3 separate regions of the Mus musculus genome follow, and all the other regions are linked to region 2. A link is a contact called in public HiChIP or PLAC-seq data. All regions are on one chromosome and are shown on one strand. Each heading gives the region's core, a stretch centred on a gene start, on an enhancer-like site or on the middle of the called end of the contact. The rest is flanking DNA. Distances are from core to core; before and after follow the strand shown.

The links. HiChIP or PLAC-seq counts read pairs in DNA pulled down with a chosen protein or histone mark.
Region 1: a contact with region 2 is called in an H3K27ac HiChIP or PLAC-seq map of embryonic stem cells, with 9 read pairs. The contact joins two enhancer-like sites. A contact is called at or near these places in 12 of 39 promoter capture datasets (the 3T3-L1 cell line, 3T3-L1-derived adipocytes, the C10 cell line and 8 more), 5 of 15 datasets of contacts at CTCF or cohesin (the G1E-ER4 cell line, embryonic stem cells, large pre-B cells and 1 more), 45 of 484 Hi-C or Micro-C datasets (B cells, CD4 T cells, the G1E-ER4 cell line and 15 more), 10 of 115 datasets of contacts at active chromatin or transcription factors (bone marrow-derived macrophages, embryonic stem cells, memory CD8 T cells and 1 more) and 1 of 9 other capture datasets (embryonic stem cells).
Region 3: a contact with region 2 is called in an H3K4me3 HiChIP or PLAC-seq map of bone marrow-derived macrophages, with 3 times the contacts expected there. The contact joins two enhancer-like sites. A contact is called at or near these places in 12 of 39 promoter capture datasets (the 3T3-L1 cell line, 3T3-L1-derived adipocytes, the C10 cell line and 8 more), 3 of 15 datasets of contacts at CTCF or cohesin (CD8 T cells, the G1E-ER4 cell line and large pre-B cells), 24 of 484 Hi-C or Micro-C datasets (the AtT-20 cell line, B cells, the C10 cell line and 16 more) and 5 of 115 datasets of contacts at active chromatin or transcription factors (bone marrow-derived macrophages, embryonic stem cells and stem cell-derived neural progenitor cells).

What each region holds. Positions count from the first base shown.
Region 1 is chr11:72,641,713-72,644,412 of GRCm38.p6, forward strand. All of the region lies in intron 1 of Ube2g1 (ubiquitin-conjugating enzyme E2G 1), which reads left to right. Among named protein-coding and RNA genes, the nearest start is that of Gm24143, 27 kb to the left of the region's middle. Within about 2 kb of position 1,264, at least 10 of the 459 cell types and tissues checked have an H3K27ac peak or open chromatin away from gene starts, as enhancers often do. A contact at or near this core is called in embryonic stem cells, liver and stem cell-derived epiblast-like cells, where this site is marked.
Region 2 is chr11:72,575,369-72,578,068 of GRCm38.p6, forward strand. The region is part of intron 2 of Gm51906 (a long non-coding RNA gene); the gene reads right to left. Among named protein-coding and RNA genes, the nearest start is that of Spns3, 26 kb to the left of the region's middle. Within about 2 kb of position 1,348, at least 85 of the 459 cell types and tissues checked have an H3K27ac peak or open chromatin away from gene starts, as enhancers often do. A contact at or near this core is called in bone marrow-derived macrophages, embryonic stem cells, liver and 1 more, where this site is marked.
Region 3 is chr11:72,658,893-72,661,592 of GRCm38.p6, forward strand. The region is part of intron 1 of Ube2g1 (ubiquitin-conjugating enzyme E2G 1); the gene reads left to right. Among named protein-coding and RNA genes, the nearest start is that of Ankfy1, 30 kb to the right of the region's middle. Within about 2 kb of position 1,254, at least 2 of the 459 cell types and tissues checked have an H3K27ac peak or open chromatin away from gene starts, as enhancers often do. A contact at or near this core is called in bone marrow-derived macrophages, where this site is marked.

The sequences.
Region 1 (2,700 bases), core at 14-2,513, 66 kb after region 2:
TTTGGCTCTCAATGTTGTTTCATTTTTAATTTAATGAGTTCTAAAAGTGTTTATATCTGCCTGATACACTTTTGTCTAACCTTTTACTTTTAACTTCTCAAAGTCACCTTTTTAGGTTTGTCTCATGTAGACTCCGTATATAGTTGGATCAAGGTTAGTTATTTTTGGACCCAGTTTAAGATGCTTTTACTTGTTCACATAATGTGAATTTGGTTTTACTTCTGTAATAATATTAGTCGTTTTTTGTTGTTGTTGCCTGTGTTTCTGCTTGATTTTCATCATCTTTTTGTTTTGTTTTGTTTTGTTTTGTTTTTTGAGACAGGGTTTCTCTGTATAGTCTTGGCTGTCCTGGAACTCACTCTGTAGACCAGGCTGGCCTCGAACTCAGAAATCCGCCTGTCTCTGCCTCCCAAGTGCTGGGATTAAAGGTGTGCGCTACCACCGCCCGACTTCATCATCTTTTTTTTTTTTTTTTTACAATAGATTTTTTTTATACTAGTTTAACTCTTTTTTTTTTTTTTTTTTAAGATTTATTTATTTATTATATGTAAGTTCACTGTAGCTGTCTTCAGACACTCCAGAAGAGGGCATCAGATCTTGTTACAGATGGTTGCGAGCCACCATGTGGTTGCTGGGATTTGAACTCCGGACCTTCGGAAGAGCAGTCGGGTGCTCTTACCCACTGAGCCATCTCACCAGCCCCTCATCATCTTTTAAAATTACTTTTTAATTTGCTCTCATCATTCTTCTCATCTTACAAAAATACTTTATTTCATTTTGTTTAGGATACCATCAATTTAAAATGTTTTATTATCTTGTAATAAAGCCAACATGTAATAAACTGCTAACATGGATAAATGTTGTCAAACCATGACATCATCAGTTGTAATATGGATGCTGATTTCAGATAAGCTAAATTGTGAAATTGAGTGCATTTTAGAACTTTTGAACATTAACGAACCTTTGTAGTTTGTAGTTGACCTGTGGTTGTTACTGTAAAGCTAAAGCCTTAATACACTTTAGTCTATTTATCAAGTATCTGTTCTGAGAACAGCTGCTTTTGAAGGCAATAGTTTCAGCATTCTTTTTTTTTTTTTTTTTTGGTTTTTTTGAGACAGGGTTTTTCTCTGTAGCCTTGGCTGTCCTGGAACTCACTCTGTAGACCAGGCTGGCCTCAGAAATCCCCCTGCCTTTGCCTCCCCAGTGCTGGGATTAAAGGGCGTGCACCACCACGTCCGGCTTAGTCTCAGCATTCTTATGTTTAAAAACACTATTCATGGCTTTCAAAGTGAAAGGATGCTTTGTCTGGTTACAGAATTTCGAGCTACATTCCCTTTCCTTTAAAACCCAGCAGCCTGTTCCCCTATCTTTTGGTGTATAGGGTTGCTAGAGAGAAGTCTGGGGCCAGCCTGACTTTTTTCCCTGTGTAGGTGACCTACTTCTGCCTGAGTATTGGCAGATTTCTTTCTTTATCCTTGAAGTTCAGTAACTTCATCAGAATGTATCTCGCTCTTGGTGTGATTCTCTATTACATTTTCCTGTTAATGGTAAGCCATCTCAATCTGTGGGCTCAGGAAAGTTTCTTAGATATCTTTTAATATGCTTTAATTTTGGGATTTCTTTCTTAAGCATTAGTTATATAATTGCTCATCTACATTTCTGGTTCTATTTCATTATTTACTAAATGCTTCCTTTGTTATGTTCTGATGTATGTTATTTTCTTGATAATCTTTCCTAAGTTTATTCTCTTCAGCATCAGGTCTGCTATTTTAATGTGGGGTTGTTTTGTTTGTTTCATTTTGCCAGTGGCTTCACTACTTCATTCAGTTTTATTATGTATGTCTGTGAGCAGACTTTTCAATTTACCTTCTATCTACAAATGCTTTTACTACTTGTAATGGCAAAAGGTGAAACTGTTTTGTTTTTGAGAAGATGGGTTCAAAACAGTTGCAGAGTAGCCATGTCAAAATCTGTTGTTCTCTGGAACACAAAGACAAATGATTTTGATCAAGTCTTTGTGTCAGATACTGTGTTTTGTTAATGACTTGAGATTTGGTAAACCCTTAATTATAATTCTTTCTGAAGATGTATAAACCGCTTGCACATAGTAGAATTCTGATTGTTATGTATGTTTCTGTGTATCAAGAAAGGATGGTTAATTACTTTTTACTTATGATGATTAATTACTTTTTATTTATGATTAATTTCTTTTTTACTTATAGTCATTGAAAGTCATTAAAGGTTATTTTTTATATCATAAATTACCATGCAGAGCAGATGAAATTCTTTGAAGTTATGACTGATGTATTCTCTGTCATTCATGTGTACCACAATGAAAAATTCTTTTGTAAGAATTTCTCCAGAGTACCAATTTCTTCTTTGTGTTTATTGGAGGGGGTGAGGGAGACTGAAGATGGTAGACAATGTGCTCCTGATCTTTATTCAGACTTGAATGCATTGGGTCTGTGACTAGTTGTTGTTAATGTGTGAGATTATTACTCTGACTTGGAATAAAAAAGGCCATTTCACTTGTTAGTGGAGCAGGTCCTCCCAGAACAGGTTTGTGTTAATTTTCTCTGTTTCTGTCTTCTTCCCTCTGAGGTGCAGATATACTTCTCAGAATTTCTTAAGGATTCTAAACTTTTTTACTTAGTTATCAATATTGTGGCTGTTTCCTGTGATGTTACTTTTTTTTTTTTT
Region 2 (2,700 bases), core at 98-2,597:
GCCAGTGTTCTTAAATGCTAAGGTGTCTCTTCAGTCCCAAGGGGTAAAATATTTTAAAAGTAAAATAAAATTAAACACACCACACATACACACACCCCAAGATTTAACACAAGCGTAATTCTAAAGCCTGACCTAGTGACACACACCTGTGATCCCAGCACTCAGGATGCTAAGGCTGATGTTAGAGTGTTTTGGGTCAACTTGGGCTACTTAGCAAGACCCTGGTTTTTAGTTTTTGTTTTGTTTAAAAATAATAAGTAAAATTTATTTATTTTTGCATGTTTGAGGGGGAGGGGGTTCACACCTACCATGGTACATGGAGGTCAAAAGACAGTTTGCATTAATCATTGTAGTCTTTCACCATTTGAGTCCTGGAGATGGAACTCAAGGGGTCTGGTTTGGCAGCAAGTGCCTTTATCTGGTAAGCCATTTCACCAGTCAGAACTAATTATGATTATGTACACCCACTACCACTACCACCACCACCACCACCACCACCACCACCACCACCCCACACAACCACCAGCCACCCCCTCTGCCAGTACAGAGGACTGGCGGAGGTGAAATGCGCGGGAGGCAAGCGCTCTTGAGCTCAAGTCCCCCAAGTCCCTGATGTTAAGAGGGGTGGGGGCAAGGGAATAGTAATATCCTCGCCAATGCTGTTTTGTTACTTTAGTTTTTCTAAAAGATTCCCTAAAGTTCCTTTATGAGCTTCGGTTTTGTGGCTGGCACTCCTTAAATTCTGAAGGCACAAGGACCACCCAGCTCCTGACATGTCCCTACCCCAAAAGAGTTAGGAAAACTCCCAACCCGCGTACTTGGGGGCAGCCTTTGCTGACTGAGATGAGAACCTGAGGAGAAGGGCCCGAAATGAAACATCTGGTGAAAATGATTCATTTTGATCACATTCTCTCCAACCTCTAGGCCCCTGGCAGGTATCCCGAGCCCCGCCCCTCCAGCTGTCCCTAAATCACCTTATGGGCCCTGGCTCTCATTTCCGTTTCACCAAAGTCTGATTCTTCACCTTTCAGGAACTGGCTGAATACAGACTGGTCCCACCACAGGGAATTCAGTCCGGCAGTAAGTTGGGGGACTGTAAACTAGTCGTACCTGCTGACCCACTAGGGTACATTCCAGGCAGAGGTGGAACCACGCTGTGTGCTCAGCGTAGATCCGGCGCGCAGCCAGTAGGTCGAGCTCGCCACCTATAGCTTCCTGGAAGTTGGCCCGGGCAGAGTCTGTCTGATATCCACTCAGGAAAAGAGAAAGCCCCGGAAACTTCCCAGGTCCCCAAGAAGGGTGCATCAGGCTTCTGGTGCGACCATCTGCTTTCTTTATCATTCTAATTAACTGCTTGGGGCACACTTGGTCAATTGTGAAGTTATGCAAATGACCGAGGTTGGTATTGTTATTACTAAGAGTCACTTGGTTGCAAAACTGTTTTGACTATTCTAGTATCAAAACCTATCCAGTCTGCAAGGAGAGGGGAGCCTCTCTGCTCTCCGCCCCATCTCACCCCATTTGAAAATCTTTTGGGGGAGGCCATCCTAGCAGTCCTAGTGTGCAGAGAGGGAACTCAAATTAGCTAAGGCGGAGATTTTTCCCTGTGTCTTGTTTTAAGCCGAACCTTCCGGAAATCACTTGCTTCTAGGCTGCTCAGTTTGTCTAGCCTGGAAGAGGGAAAGAGAGCACCAAACCTGGAGCTAATATAGGTAAAAAGCCCTCAGTGTCCTAAGAAAACAAAGCCTGGGAGGTAGGCGCATCACCAGTAGGAATGATGGAAGGGAGGGAGGTAGAAAAGGAAGAGGATGGGGAGGGGAGGAGGAATAGGAGGATGGGGAGGGGAGGAGCAGCAGCCGCGCCGCCGCCGCAGTAGAAGCAAAAGCATTATGAATCGTTAACTTGAATTTTGCAATAAGCAACTTTTTTTTTTCAGTGTTGTTGACTCTGGGACTTCGTGTGTGCTAAGTGCTAAACATGAGCTCTGTCGTTGATTGTACCCTAACCCCAACAATTAAATTGTTTTAGCATAAATATATATCACAAGTGGATAAAAATGTATTATTCAAAATTAAAATTTACATAACTCTAAAAAAGACTTTAATGTCTTGAACGTTTTTGTTAATGTTTATTTTGCGTGGTGCTGGGGCAAATGTGGGTTTTTACGTGTGCTAGTCAGATGCTTTCGTCTAGGAACACCCTCACTCCACTCTAGCAATCCGTGTGTTTGTGGGGGAAGGGAGACAGAATATCACCTTGTCCTGGTCTCCGACCCTTGCCTGGAACTCACTACATAGATCAGGCTGGCCTGCAACACAAGAGATCTGCCTGCCACTGCCTCCAGAATGCTGGGCTGGGATCAAAGGCGTATGCCACCGGGATTGGCTACAATGACTGCTTTTCGTATTTGGGCATACACAAGGATTTGCCCGAGTGTGGGAGCATGAGTGGAAGCCACAGGTCAAGTTCTCAGCGTCGTCATTTATTGTCTTCTACCTTATTTTCTTAAAACAGAGTCTCTCGTTGTACCTGGTGCTAGAGATTAGAACTCAAGTTCTTACGCTTGCTACTCAGTCCTACAACGGGTGTTCTTGCTGCCACGTGAACATCTTCTGAGACTAGAAGCTCTGGAAAAGACAAGGTGGCAGAAAAAACCTGGGTAGGAGGAAAGGGATCAAAGGCCCAGGGCTTGCCTTCCAG
Region 3 (2,700 bases), core at 4-2,503, 83 kb after region 2:
AGAAGATCCTATTTAAAACAACAGCAGCAATAACCACAGCCATTAGAGTGTCATGTCTGTAGCCTTAGCAAAGAGACTAGAGGGTAAGGCCAACCAGTCTACATAAAAGTTTCAAATCTACTAAGAAGAGATCATGTCTAAAAAAATTGAAAAATCAACCAAATAAAACTGCTTGCTTGAATTTCAATTGCCTGTGGCTATGGCTACTATAATTTTCTATCTACTACAACCTTAGAGAAACAATTTCCACTTGTACTTTTCCATCTTATTTTCTCTTAACATAGTTAGTGTGGTTCATGTAGATTTATAGATTTATCTTTACTGCTTATGTTGAGGACAGTTTTGGCTCCTTTTTTTTTTTTTTAACCTAATTGCCTTAATTTGGATAGCTTTTCCATTCTGTAGAAATGCGAACTTGTCATTGTTGGCTGTTAAACATATTCTTAGTTTTCCTGCTTTCCTCTTTGGCAAAAACCCTAATATATTCTGAGTATGTTTCTCAGTGGTAGAATACTTGCCTAGCATATGCAGAGTTCAAAGTACAGTCTATAACTCTGCAAAGACAACTCCTCTCCCAACATATATAACATATATGTGCTGTAGAAATTTAGAATTAAATAAGATTTCCCCTTACCTTTCAAACAGGTATCTCCTCTTGTGTTTCCTATTTTAATACATTTGTGTCATTTTAGGAACTAAGATGAGACATATATGTTCAAATGTAATAAACAACATATATACACATAATAGTAGATAAATGTATCTATGTTCACAGTATTATACAACCACTAACCTTTTCTAGTTTCAAAACCATTTCACCACTTCGTCAAGTGTCTTATATACCCACTAAATATTCACACCTACTTTAGATATCAGCATCTTGATAGTGTAGGCAAGAGCTGGTCTCTACTTATTTGCTTTGCTGTGGCCTCTTGGGTGTTAGTATTATTGTAAGTATGCATCAACATGCTTAATACAGCTTTTAAAGTATGACTGTTTTCTTTTTAACTATGTATACATTTGTGTGTCTGTATATGGGTTTGTGCACTTGAGGCTAGAAGATGGCATTGACTTCTTTAGAGCTGGAGTTACACCTGATGTGGGTGTTGGGAATCAAACTCAAGTCCTCTGCAACTGCTATATCATCTTTTAAAAAAAGATTTATTTATTTTATGTATATGAGTAAAATGTAGCTGTCTTCAGTCACCAGAAGAGGGCATCAGATCCCATTATAAATAGTTGTGAACCACCATGTAGTTGCTGGGGATTGAAATCAGGATCTCTGGAAGAGCAGTCAGTGCTTTTAACTGATGAGCCAGCTCCCTGCTATACTGTCTTTTATGTACTGAGCCATCTATCCAACTTCTAAGACTGTTTTTTGAACATTTAAATCTCCCAAGCTCACCCTATTTTTTTTTGAAAATGTATTAAGAACAAACGCTCTCCAATTCTTCTACGGGTTATCATTGTCCCGTGTATGAAGTTGAAACTTAATATGGCTAACAAAGAAAGGGTCTTTACTTTCTAGCTTTTGCCATTTTGTCTTGTTTCATTTGTGTCTCTTTGTTCAGTCATAGGTCCAGTTCTTCATTATCTACAATAATAGTCTCTAAGTCTTTCTTCCCCATTTCCCTTCCTCCCTCCAAGGCAGGGTCTCATTATTAGTCATGGTCATTTTGCAACTCAACTCACCTCTGCTTCCCATGTTCTGGGATAAAATGTGTGTGCCCTGCTGTGCTTCCCTCCCCCCACCCACTTCTTTTAAACTTATGAGACTAGACATCACAAGATAGACTTGGCTGGCCTCAGAGTTGTGGTGTTCTTCCTGCCTTTTTTAGTTATTAAAGATTGTTCTATGCCTTCTTTTGTACTTCTTTTCCTCCCATTCCTTGTACTAGTTTTAGATTACCTATTACACATTGTCCTTACGTATTTTTCTGAAACAGTCAAATGCTAAGTAATACAGTACAGGCTGCAACTATAATGAATAGAATTTTTAGTAGAAATCAAGATTATTTAGTAAATTATTTAAAAAAGGTCTCAGAGATGGGAGGGTAGTACTTGAGCTAGATCTCAAAAATCATTCATGAAAACATGATAATGGTCTTAAAACTACTGAGCTTACTTACTTATCAAAATTTAGCTAGACTTCTGCTGGAAAATGCAACAATGAGATAATTGGGATGGCTCAGTTAAGTGCTCTAGGTAGACGCTTGAGACCTAAGTTTAGAGCCCTACACTCATATAAAAACTTGGTACAGAAACACATATTTATAGCCCCAGTATTGGAGGGGACAGGTTTATACTAGTGGCCCACTACTAGAAAGTGTAACTGAATCGGTTGGAAATGAGATAACTAATGTAGAAACCTATTACCCATAATTCTTACACCTTCATCACACCAAATTCCCATCAACACTAAAGTGTATATGTGTATTCTTTTCTAGTAGCCAGTCACACAGTTTGGAATCAGTGAAAGGCATGTGTATAAGCATAGTAAGATTAAAATACAAATCATATCTTAATGGTATCTTAAAAATCTACTTAAAAGAAAAACAAGCCTGATATTTTAAGATATAGTACTGATTTTTGTTTGCTTTGCCTATTAGATTTATAAAATCTTGTGTTCAAAATCCAAGAAAAGAAGTTCTTTGTGTTAAAAATACAATTTCTTTATTTTTACATTTTTGGTCTTTTTGT